2 separate regions of the Gossypium hirsutum genome follow, and region 1 is linked to region 2. The links are chromatin contacts, called in public Hi-C maps. All regions are on one chromosome and are shown on one strand. Each heading gives the region's core, a stretch centred on a gene start, on an enhancer-like site or on the middle of the called end of the contact. The rest is flanking DNA. Distances are from core to core; before and after follow the strand shown.

Region 1 (6,087 bases), core at 756-3,255, 180 kb before region 2:
AGGGTGAATGATCCCTTTTTAGTTAGTATAGCAAAGGTGAAGAGCTCTTTCCTTTGGAAGTTGCTTTCAAAAGTTTGGAACCTTCTACATGATAATCTGATGTGGTCTGTAGGTAATGGTAATAAAGTTCGGTGTTGGAAAGATTAGTGGATTCCTATTGTTAGACATTTGATTAATTACTTACCTGCCTGTGCTAACATTAATACTAATTGTTTGCTTAGTGATTTGGTCACAAGAGATGGCAATTGGAACCTTAATTTTTTGCAAGATTGGCTACCAGAGGAGGTTATTGCTCACATTATGAGAATTCCTCCTCCTCATCCAGATAAATGACTTGATAGGCTGTCTTGGCGACATACTTAAACTGGAGCTTTCTCTGTTAAAAGCGCATACAAAGTGCTAAATGAGGACTCTTAGAGTTCTAGAGATGAGTTATGGAAGAGAGCGTGAAAAATTCTGGGTCCGCAAAGAGTTCGCTTATTTTTTTGGATAGTTCTTCAGCAGAGACTCCTCACTAATGTGGAACTAGTTAGGTATGGCTTAAGTATTGATTCCTCTTGTTTGATATGTTGACATGCTTCTTAAGATATTTTGCATATTCTTCAAGACTGCATAGTGGCTAAGGATGTCTGGAAACAGGTTGTTCTGAGAAACCATCAACATCATTTTTTTTCTAACTCTTTGCACGATTGGATTTCTTTCAATTTACAGGATACTTTGATACTTTCTGATGGGGACATCAATTGGGCTTGTCTCTTCGGATTATTAGCTTAGAGACTATGGAAGAATCGCAATCTCTTTATTTTTCAAAGGAAATCATGGAGCTCTAGTGAGATCATTAAAGTTTCAATGTGTTGGGCCAAGCATTCGTCTTTGACTTCCGGAGAAGGCTTGAGTGATAGTATAGCTTTATCCCATGAGGAGCTTTCTTCCAAGGATTAGATCTTTTTCAATATTGATTGTGCTGTTCAAAAAACTTCAGGAAGAGCAGCTGCTGGAGGAGTGGTATGAAATGGCACTGGTAACTAGGTGATGGGTTATAACAGATTCTTAGGAAACTACTAGATTTTTGATGCAGAACTCTGGGGCATTCTGGATGGTTTAAGACCCATCCAACGCAAAGGCTATAACAACGTGATTATTTATTCAAATAGCTTGGAAGTTGTCAAAGCTATTCATGATAACAGTTCGAAGAGCTCAACTTCCGCTTTGATCAGGAGAATATACCGAATCTTGTTCCAAGAAAGTCATTGGATTTTAAGATACATTCCCAGGGAGGATAACCATTGTGTAGAATACATTGCCAAACTGCTTTTGGAAGAAAGGAGGATTTACATCTGTTTGAATCCCCTCTAGATGAAGTGTTAGATTTCCTTAAGTCTGACAAAGGGAGTATCTTTGTTCCTTCTGAACATCTCATATAATTTTATCTTACTTTGTTCTTTTTTTCACAAAAAAAAAATAATGTTATTTTTTAAAATGTTTATAAACGTAATTATAAGTAATGTATATCTGAATTAATTATAATACATCACCAAACACAATCCCAAAATAAAAATCAAAATATTAAAAAGAAACCTAAAAATTAAATGAAAATAAATCTTAAAACATCTCATTCCATAGTTTCAACTTTGGCGAAGACTCCTAGGGGTGGATTGGCATTTATATGGTTATATTACATACTATGTCTGAACGTAGCCGTTTGTATCCAATGCGGTCAAAACCACCTAAACATAAAAATAGTAAAGCCAATTAAAAATATAATAAAAATGAGGTGGCAAGTTTTTATTGATTTGGCCACGGAGTTCGCACTCACACATTTCTTACTTGAGCCCACGAAAATCCGAAGGCACTAAATCCCAGATATACTTGCCTTAAATCACCAATCACTTTCCTAATCAGCTTACAATGACAAACTTCAACCAATAATAACCCTCCACGTAGGAAATCGCCGCACACAAGAGCGAGTATGATTTCAGCTCTGTACTCGCGATCTAGCAACTTACCTTTTGTGTGTCATTCACTTTTTAAACTGCTATCATCACTCCTTAAAAGCTCTGTAAATCTAAGAGACAGAACGGACCAAAAGAAGAAGAAAAAAAAAAAAAGGTGAAGGTATATTATAGCTTTGCGATAATGGCGAGAAGTGTTTGCGTTTGGTTTGCCTTGGCTGCAATTGTATGCTCTTTATCGGCCATTTCTGCTGAAGAAAGCAGTGAATCGAAAGAATTCGTTTTGACATTGGATCACTCTAATTTTACTGACACTGTTAGCAAGCACGATTTCATTGTCCTCGAATTTTACGCTCCTTGGTAAGCTTTTTCATTTGTGTTCTTAAAGTGCATGCAATGAGTTTAGTAGACGATTTAGAACTCAAGGAGTTTGTCTTATAAATTTTTAAATGGTGATGTTAAATTAGATATAATTGTTTTTCTGATGATTTCTTTTTCTTGGAAATGATTTTCAATTTGAGCTTAAAGTGCATGCAATGAGTTTAGCGGACGATTTTTTATTTTAATCTGTGTTCTTAAAGTGCATGCAATGATTATATAAAATATATATATAATTTGAACTCGTAAACGGAAACAATCATTTACTATTGAAGCAGCGAGAAATTTTCATAAATCCTACTTTCTCTTGTAACTAGCATGAAAATCCTATTTTGTTATCTAAGTAAAGCAAACATGATCCATAGTTGACAACCTACAGATATATGATCTGTACACTTATTCTTTAATTTAGCAGTGAAATGCTTCCGTTGCGAGAGATTTTACCTGTTTTTCAATTTACATTTTTTTTTTGTTTTCCTGATATACCTTGTTAGTGTCGTTTACCTTCTTATGACTAAATAATCTTCTTTCCTTGTACTCTTAGGTGCGGGCACTGTAAGCATCTTGCTCCCGAGGTAGACAATATTAGATTCCCCGAAAAGCATTGATTTTTCTTGATAATTTATACGTTTAAATGGCTGCTAATGATTAAACTTCTTGTTTGTTGTCTAGTATGAGAAAGCAGCATCCATTTTGAGTAAACATGATCCTCCAATCTTTCTAGCTAAAGTTGATGCCGATGATGAAGCAAACAAAGATTTAGCAAGCCAATATGATGTCAAGGGCTACCCTACGCTTCAAATTTTGAGAAATGGAGGAAAGAATGTTCAAGAATACAAAGGTCCACGTGAAGCTGATGGTATTGTAGAGTATTTAAAGAAACAAAGTGGCCTTGCTTCTGTTGAAATAAAATTAACAGAAGATGCCAGTAACCTTATTGATGACAAGAAGATAGTAATTGTAAGCTCTCTGTTCTCTGTTCTTTTGTTTCATTGGGTTTTCATCACAAAGATTAGCTGATATGTATATACATGTTTTTTTTCTAGGTTGGGGTGTTCCCAAAATTTTCTGGGGAAGAGTTTGAGAGCTATATGGCACTCGCTGAGAAATTACGTTCTGATTATGACTTTGGTCATACTTTGGATGCTAAACAACTTCCCCGTGGTGAATCATCAGTTGTTGGCCCTCTTGTTAGACTTTTCAAGCCTTTTGATGAACTCGTTGTTGACTTTAAGGTAACTGGTTCATTGAATGTATCTATATCTATAAGTTTCTGTTGTTTAAGATTAGCTATTTTACAGAAGTTAATTGCTTACAGGATTTTAAACCGGAAGCTCTAGAGAAGTTTATTGAAGAATCTAGCATTCCTCTTGTGACTCTGTTTAACAATGACCCAAGCAATCACCCCTTTGTTGCGAAGTTCTATAACAGTCCCAATGCTAAGGTAAATTCAAAAGTCAGAAACTAGAGTGTGACTGGTATTCATTCCATAAAAAGCGTTATCTTGGAGTACTAACTTTATTCATGTTTTCTAAACTACCATATAAAAATTTCTATTCATCCTTTTAAGTTCGTCTACTAATATGACTTCTGAATCTGGGTAGGCTATGTTGTTTGCTGACTTGAGTACTGAAGGATTTGATTCATTGCTATCAAAATATCGTGAAGTTGCGGAGCAATACAAAGGAAAGGGCATTAGTTTCCTTTTGGGAGATGTTGAGGCTAGCCAAGCTGCCTTCCAGGTTAGTCTCTACTCGAAAATGGCGACATGTTTAATGCCTTCGCTAATTGCTACCTTAGTCTAAACTTTTCTGTTGGATGGAAAATAGTATTTTGGAGTTGAAGAAAGCCAAGTACCTCTAATCATCATTCAGAGTGATGATGGGAAGAAGTATTTTAAACCAAATTTGAAGGCTGATGACATTGCACCATGGGTGAAGGATTTCAAGGTAATGAATTTTGGTGATGGTTATCAAGCATAATGAGATATTCTCTTTAGTGGTTGTATTCTGTTTTGCTCACCAAAGTTAACTGCAGGAAGGAAAAGTTGTACCGTACGTGAAGTCTGAACCTATTCCCAAGGAGAACAATAAACCAGTGAAAGTGGTGGTTGCTGACACCCTTCAAGACATGGTTTTCAAATCAGGGAAAAATGGTGCGTCTATTTAGTAGTTTGCTTTATGCTTTTTACCCCCGTATGATGAATGCTTAGAATTGGTATGGAATTGTATTTCTGCAGTTCTGCTTGAGTTTTATGCCCCTTGGTGTGGACATTGCAAAAAATTGGCACCAATCTTGGATGAAGTTGCTGTCCATTATGAAAAAGATGCCGATGTTTTGATCGCAAAATTTGTAAGTTTTTATTGTATATTTTTCAATTTCTAAGGTTTCAATTTCAGTTTAGATTCTATATTTTTATAATAGAAAATGGTTTAAAACCAAACTTGTTCACCATTACAGGACGCAACTTCAAATGATATATTGGATGAGAACTTTGATGTTAGAGGTTACCCAACTGTCTACTTTAGATCAGCTAATGGAAATATTACTCCATATTTGGGTAATAGAACCAAAGAAGACATTGTTGACTTCATTAAAAAGAACAGGGACAAACCTGTCCATCAAGAGTCGCTTAAAGATGAGCTCTGAAAAGGCCAGGGTGTAAGTTTGTTGTTTACATTTTCTTAAAAAAAAAAAAAAAGTGAATGGGGGTATCAAGTTTTGAATGGTGTTTGTGTTTTGGCAGGGATTTGAGCAAAGACAAAGATACCCAGTTTCATAAAAGAACCACTGTGGACTTTGACTGAGGGATGATGCTTCATCTGCCAACCTGCTCTCCTCTTTTTGTTAACTGTAGCCGCAGCGGCTTTCTTTTTTTCTTTTTTCTTTTTTTAATATGAAAACATGTGTCGATGAATAATGCAGGATCTGTAGCCTAATACAAATTCGACTTACATGAAAATGATCTTCTCTGGTTTAGCATAATGTCTTGTTGGACTTCAATGACGTGAAAAAAATTAATAATATAAACATGGTAATAGAGATATAATAATTATTTGATAGTGCACTTAATATTAAAAATAATAAAGAAATCAACTATGTTTAATAACTTCAAAAATCGACTTATATCTAAATTATTATTTTTCCTTAAATCTTATAAAAGCATAACCCAAATTAATTATTTTTCCTATTTTGATACCTAAATCTTTTTAGTGTAATCTCAATGTTAACTTTACATAAGTTATTAATTTGATCTTTAGATTTTTTTAGCTAAATTTAATCTTTAATTTTTTAAAAAAAATTAAAATCCATCAATTTTCTTAAAAAAAAAGTCTAAAAATGTTTTTTAAGAAGAATACTAATTAAAATGTCAGACTCTATGATAATTCACTTGTACTTTATGATAATTTTCTTTTTGCAATTTTATGAATTTTTTATTTCCTAAAATTTTCATTTTATTTTGATTTTTATAATTTTTGAATTATTTTTTGACGCAACATATAAAATAAATGATGTTTATGTTAACAGATGTGCATGCGAATTGTCACACCAACAATTTTAAAAATTATTGTTTTAGACATCATTTTTGCTATAAAAAGGCGGTTTGATTCTTTTTTGTAAGCTAAGAGTTAAATTTAACTCCAAAAAAAAAATAAGGGCCAAGTTGATAGAAAATGTATAAACATTGAGGACTAAATTTATCATTATATCAATACTTTTTTATCATAAGTGATACCTAAACTATTATTTTGTTACT
Region 2 (6,473 bases), core at 3,087-5,586:
TTCACATGCGAAGGGCTGAAAAGAGAAAACAAGTGGATCCAGTGCCTTGTCCTCTCTTCGACAGGAAGGAGAATAGGAAACAAATCCTCCGCAATAACAAGTTCAATGTTTTGGGACCTAAACATCAAATTTCACATTATGAGAGACAAGTTTTGATTTCTTTAGCCCAAGTGCAAATATGCTTACCTAAATTCTTTGCAATCTTTATCGTAGCAAAGCATCAACACTTTGCAAGGAATCTGCTCAAAGCGATCACATATTGTGATGTGCCCTTCTGCACACTTGTTACAATAATCTCGATATACTTCCATCACTTTCTGCAAGGTTTTCTTTCTAACAGAAATCTGCACAAGAATGGAAAATGAGTGGTACACAGCTTTAGGAACATAATAATCACACCAATATCCTAAAACAAGCTTACCTTCTTATCCCTAAGTCTCTCTGTAAACTCAGATACGAATTCATGTGAAGTATATTTAAGGTTAGACCTAGCAATATCACAGGCAACAATCACTGCCTGCATTCTCACTTTATCATCAAAGTCCAGCAGTCTATCTTTAATGGCAGCTGTTGAGATCGCAAGTCAGAGATAGAAAATAAGTATCAGATTTGAAGGCCATGAAAAAAAAGACATGCACAATAACCAAGGTAACTAGTTATGGAATTGCTTACGGAGAAGTTCAAGAGATTCTATCCCTGAGGGATTGGCCAAGCAACAAGCTTTAGCACATTGTAGAGCAGCAACTCTAACTTCTGAAGATTTATCGGCAAATCTTTTCAAAAATTCTAAATAAAGAGCATGGTATCTTTGTGCAACACGGTATTCGGGACGTAATAGAAGTTTTCCAATTAAATTAACAGCTTTTATTCGCACATCAACTTGATCAGTCTGTAGATAGACAATGTTATTTCAACAATAATTAGAAATAATTTTCGAAGTTAAATAGATTAGAGCATAAGAAACATTTTGTAGGGAAACAATGTAACAAGAGATCATAATACTAAATCCAAACAATTTAAGCAATATGTATAACAAATAGAGCCAGACCATTATGAGGATGATGTACCATTAATTCTTGGGTCAAACTAGGGATGATAGCATTAAGCATCTCAGGAGCACACAGAAAGATTTTTAACACAATTTCATGGTAGAATTCTTTGAGCTCGCTACCTACAGAATCTCTATCCAAGGAGCAAGATGTCAAAAACCCACAAACAAACGGCTGAAGCTTTTCTGCACAACTTTGGATAACAGAGGCAGCAAGCTGAGAAGCTGCGGAAGGTGCATCCTACATAACAGACACTAATGTAAACAAATATTCAAAATTTTCACTTTTACATGCATAAATGGAAAAATCTCATCTACCACAAGCTGCCGATAATCTACAATATGGTATTAGTATGATATATGGAAAATGGTCCACAACCATGCTACTGAAATAAACACTGATAAACAAAAAATTTCAGCTCTATTTGAATTGCAAAATAAATAATCACAGTATTCTTCTTAAGTAGTATATATGCAATACTTTGAAATTGAAAATGTACTACAATCAGAATAAGAGCAACCAGTATCAGAACGCACCATCAGTTGCAAATAAATTCTATGCATAATCATACACACAATGAAAAGGTGATGTCATTTTACAAAAACAGTAGCTCAATCCTAAAGATACCTTGAATCATCAAAATCTCAAACAAAATTAAAATCCCAACCTGGCGAGCATAAGCAACAGTCAAACTTCATGACATCTGATGAAAGATTAGAGTGTCTGACCTAACAATGTAAATAAGAGGTTTCTGACCTCTGCCACCAACAAATACATTGAAAGGATATTTTCACACATTCCCATGACAACAAATGACACAACTCCTACTTAAATGAGAAGGCATCTGGGAAATATCTAATGCATATCATATATATTGACAAATTAAATCAATATCAGTTCATATTGCCTCCTCCAACAATGCATAAACCCCTTTTTGGCTCAAAGTTCTGGTACACAAGTTAAATACAGTCTCGCTTGAACCAAAAAATAAAAGTCTGCCAGCACTCACCTTACTCTCCTGTATGAGATTTCCCAAAATTACATCCATTAGCTGGTGGGATACTTCCTCATTTAGGATATGAGTCATTATAGACAAGACATCATTGATTAAACTCTGTTGGTGGTGATCTCTGGGAATAAAGAGAAATGACATTTTACTATCACGGCATATACAAAATGGAAAGTCAAAACAGTAAGAGTAGTGAAGCAACAAACAAAGGGGTCGAAAGAAGAGGCTCACATGCAGAGGCAATAAATGCTCCACAGTATACAATGATTGCATTAAAAATAAAAGAATTTCAGAGGTAAAACATTTCACTAACATTCAACAAGGAGAGATAAACATGTAAAATTCAAAGTTATAATAAATTTAATGGAGGCTCTCAAATAAGTTAATAAAATCTGCATGGTGAGTAGTACATGAAAACGTTAACAAGTCAACTTGGGAGGCAAGTAGACAGTAACTTTTATCAAGCATATTTGTCATGACTTAAAAGATTAGTAGGAAAAACAGTAACATATTCTCAACTTTAACAAAAAGTTAGTCTCAATTCAGAGACACCTAAAACATGACAGATTAAAAAATATATAGGCCTTGTAGGTTAATCTTGTATGAAAAAGATCATACAGAAGGGACTAAGTTAATTTAAGGTACAATTGTTGATGCAAAATTCAAAGCTACAATAAATAATGGAGGCTCTAATGTCAGAAATAAGTTACCAAAATCTGACTGGCAAGTAGAACATAAAAAAGTTAACAGTTTACTTTAGAGGCAATGAGAACTTTTTTCAAGTATGTTTATCGTGAATTAAATGATTGGGAGGAAAAACTGTAACACTTTCTTAACTCTAGTTAAAGTCAGTTCCAATTCAGTGGCAAATACAACAAGATAGATTGAAAAATAAATACTCCTTGTAGGTTAATCTTGCACGAAAAGAGATCATACAAAAAAGATTAAGGTCATTCAAGACACAATATCTTACAATTTGTTTAATTAAAAAGAAAAGATAATTAATTACCATATAAATACAGGAAGTAAAGAGAGAAAAGAATCTGACCTCACAACAGAGAAGAAAGTCTTAAACATTTCAAGAATCAAATCATTGCAACCAATATCCAGCATTATCACACAACATTTACATCGAGCAATAGTCTCCAATATTTTAACCCTCCTTGAGAAGAATGCACTTGTAGTATCAGCAAGCTCCGAGAAAATACTGATAATGAGTTTAAAAATGTCCTGAAATGAAAGAGTTTGGGCTCTTGAGTGATAAAAAGGAGCGAAATGACAATGGTGTACAACAATACCAAAAAGAAAAAAATGTTACCCTAAGATGTTTATCTGCAAAGGGTGGTTGAGGTGCCAGGATCCGGAAAAACTCACTGACACAGATGGCCACCAAAAGTCTAACATCTTTATCAGTATGGTTAGGTAGACCATGCTTAACAATAGAATTCCTCAATGGCTTCGTGGCTGCCTCTAGTTCTCGCAACACTTGTGCCTTTGCAGCAACTTCTACCACAGAAGGCTGCTCTATTTGTGACAATGCGCTCACAACTTGCTGTGAAGAGAATTTTCAGCCACATGGAAGATCACACAAGTTTTTTTTTCCTCAAAAAAATTGAATTCTATCAAAGAAGCCCTCAGGAAAATACTTAATTACGAAATTTTAGAGGAAAAAAATAATTAGTAAATTTAACTAAATAAAGCATGATCTAAGACATTGAACTATAGAGCCAAATACACAATATATATATTCGATAGAATATTAAGACATATTCGACATTTTACTCATTCAAATTTCGAAGTAAATCCATGTTCGTGAGTAACAATTTAATCAACTATAAGAATATCAGCACCTAACCATTCGCTGTAAACACTCCATAATCAGTGGTATTAGACAGTCCTAGCGACTTTTTTGAGAAAATTTACTTTTCCTTTTTCCAGAGAGAAGAAGAAGAAGAAGACGAAGAAGAAACTTATGCTTACACGAAGAGATTTTACGAGGACATCTTTGTTAGGGCGAGCGAGCTGGCCGAGTTTGGCGCCGATTTCAGAGATGAGTTGCAATGTGGACTCTTCCATTTAGGGAGGAATGCTACAGAGAGGTTTGATAGGGAAAAAAATTAAGAAAAAGGTCAGTAGTGGCATGGAGGAGTAAGGATGTTGAGGGTTTCTTTTTGGGAGGGAGAATTTGAAGAAACGAGAAATGGATGCCTCGGTTTAAGAGGGGAGAATCCCGCCTTCTGAAGCGCGTGAACGTGACGCGCTCAGTCTAGGTGGTGACTGATAATGATGAGATCCGACGGCATTGAATGTATTGACTACGCCAGTGCCAGCCCAGCCAGCCCAGCCCAAGGTCCATACCTTTGTTCGTGGCCGGGTCAGATTGTGGCACCTTTGTTCGTATTCTTTTATTCAAGTTGGTCTCGGTTTATAAGCGATTCGATTATAGCGTATACACTACCGCAAATATATGTTACAAATTTGGTTCAATTGTAAAAATAGTCATTTATATTTGGTTAAATTTATATTTTAATCACTAATGGTTAATCTAATCATTAATAATTAATTTGTTACAATTAATCATTAATATTATTAATTTATAACATTTTAATTATTAAAATTTTACTCAACATTATAAATATTACAAAAATCTAATATAACACAAATTATGTCGTTAAATAGTGATGTGGATTTCATGTAATCTCCATTTAACACTTAAATTAATATATTAAAACAATAGATTTTTCTTTTTTATGCATGTGAGCCCTACCACTTTATTAATTTTTTTTGTCTCTCGTTTTTACGATTTTTCCATTTTTTTTTCTTCCCATTTTCTCTCTAACTTAAATGCTCCCTAGTCTCTGTAATGGCCAAACTCCAAACTCAAAATCCATCAACTCCGGCGTCGGGTCGTCATCACCGGTGGCCGGCGGAGCCCAAACTTCACCCTCTAAACTCGTTTTCTCATGATCTTTTTGCATATGTCTTCCATTTCATCAAATCGTCATGGATTTTTCTATATTTAAAATAAACGTAGCGAAATAATCTTCTATCACCATGTCGTCGTTGACCATTAGATTGGCTTGTTTATATAGTATGTTGCTCCTTTTATCGAGCTCGTCCTTTCTACCATTTGGGTTGGAAGATAAATGATCGAAGTGCCATGCATGGTAGATTTAAGATAAGTCTCCTCTTTTTTAATTTTTTCCTTTTACTTTATTTTGCTTTCTTTTTTTTATGGTCCTTTCATTGATTTGCAAGTCATTGTTTGAACAAAGGGGCTTAGCCTTTATTTTATTTTTTTAATTTGATTGTATTTATTGATTTTACGAATAATTGGTTTTGGGGCTAGTAATCGGATTGGGTCTATAAAAGGATTTACTGTGGTGGTGAGAATGGTTGAAGTGGGGCTTGGTGGTGGTTTGTTAGGTGTGATGGGTGAGCTAAAATGGTGAAGATGGTGGTGAGAGAGCTTAGATTTAGAGTCTAAGTGGTGTTTTTTTAAGGGAGAGGTGATTGTAAATGGTGGAATGGTGCTAACAGTTGAGAGTAGCTTAGGCTGATGATGGTTGTTGAGGGTCCGAGAGAGAGCTAAGGAAAATGTGATGGTGAGAGAGGTGAACCATGGTGAGATGGTTTGGGGTGGTAATGGCGGTGGCCACTAAGTGTTTGGGAGCTTTGTGGAGAAAAGAATGAATAAGAAAAATAAACGAAAAATAAATAAAAATTAAATAAAGCAATATAAAAAAGTGAAAAAGGTTAAATCTAAAAAAAAAAAAGTGTTTAGATTATGTAGGCATGACATGAAAGCCACGTTAGCATTTAACAATACAATTTATGTCACATTAGACTTTTTTAATATTAGATAATATCTCAATGATCAAAATGTTATAAATCGATAATATTAATGATTAAATCATAATAAATTAAACATTAATAACCAAAACATAAACTTAACCAAACATAAATGATTATTTTTATAAATTATCCATAACAATCATTTTTTTTTAAGTTTTAACTTAGACGTTAGCAATAAGAATGTAAATTAATAAAAATATTCTTAATTTTCTCTAATATGGTTTATATTTTTAAATTAAACTTTACAAATAATTTATATTAATTGTTGTATAAGTATATTAAATTATTTAAATACCATTTAAGCTAACTTATATTTTACTTTCCAACATCATGTTTAAAATGAATATTTTAATTTCCTGTAACATCCCGAAATTGGGTTTGAAAGTTTTAGCCCCGCAAGTGAAGATTCGTCAATGTTTCGGTGAACAAGGTGTTCACCAATGCTTCAGCGAACTAGGAGTTCACCAAATGAATACCAGCAAGGAATTCACCAGTGTTTTGGCAAACTGATGCCCTTCAGAATGATCAATAAAAAGTTCGCCAAAAGAGTTCAGTAAAGA

The links. Hi-C and Micro-C count contacts between places; a contact is called where the count stands out from the background.
Region 1: a contact with region 2 is called in a Hi-C map of leaf, with 1.7 times the contacts expected there. The contact joins the promoter of LOC107939005 here to the promoter of LOC107943239 in region 2. A contact is called at or near these places in 3 of 34 Hi-C or Micro-C datasets (callus, hypocotyl and leaf).

The regions. Positions count from the first base shown.
Region 1 is chrA01:113,056,770-113,062,856 of Gossypium_hirsutum_v2.1, reverse strand. LOC107939005 (protein disulfide-isomerase) reads left to right here and starts at 2,005. Exons shown (of 11, transcript XM_016872294.2): 1 at 2,005-2,312; 2 at 2,875-2,905; 3 at 3,003-3,290; 4 at 3,377-3,565; 5 at 3,649-3,774; 6 at 3,935-4,072; 7 at 4,160-4,279; 8 at 4,368-4,485; 9 at 4,570-4,682; 10 at 4,791-4,991; 11 at 5,077-5,312. The coding sequence starts at 2,137. The coding sequence ends at 4,979.
Region 2 is chrA01:112,875,141-112,881,613 of Gossypium_hirsutum_v2.1, reverse strand. It overlaps LOC107943239 (sister chromatid cohesion protein PDS5 homolog A), which reads right to left and starts at 4,336. Exons shown (of 30, transcript XM_041113775.1): 1 at 4,039-4,336; 2 at 3,377-3,610; 3 at 3,107-3,288; 4 at 2,059-2,179; 5 at 1,068-1,289; 6 at 673-889; 7 at 422-567; 8 at 187-344; 9 at 1-117. The coding sequence starts at 4,134.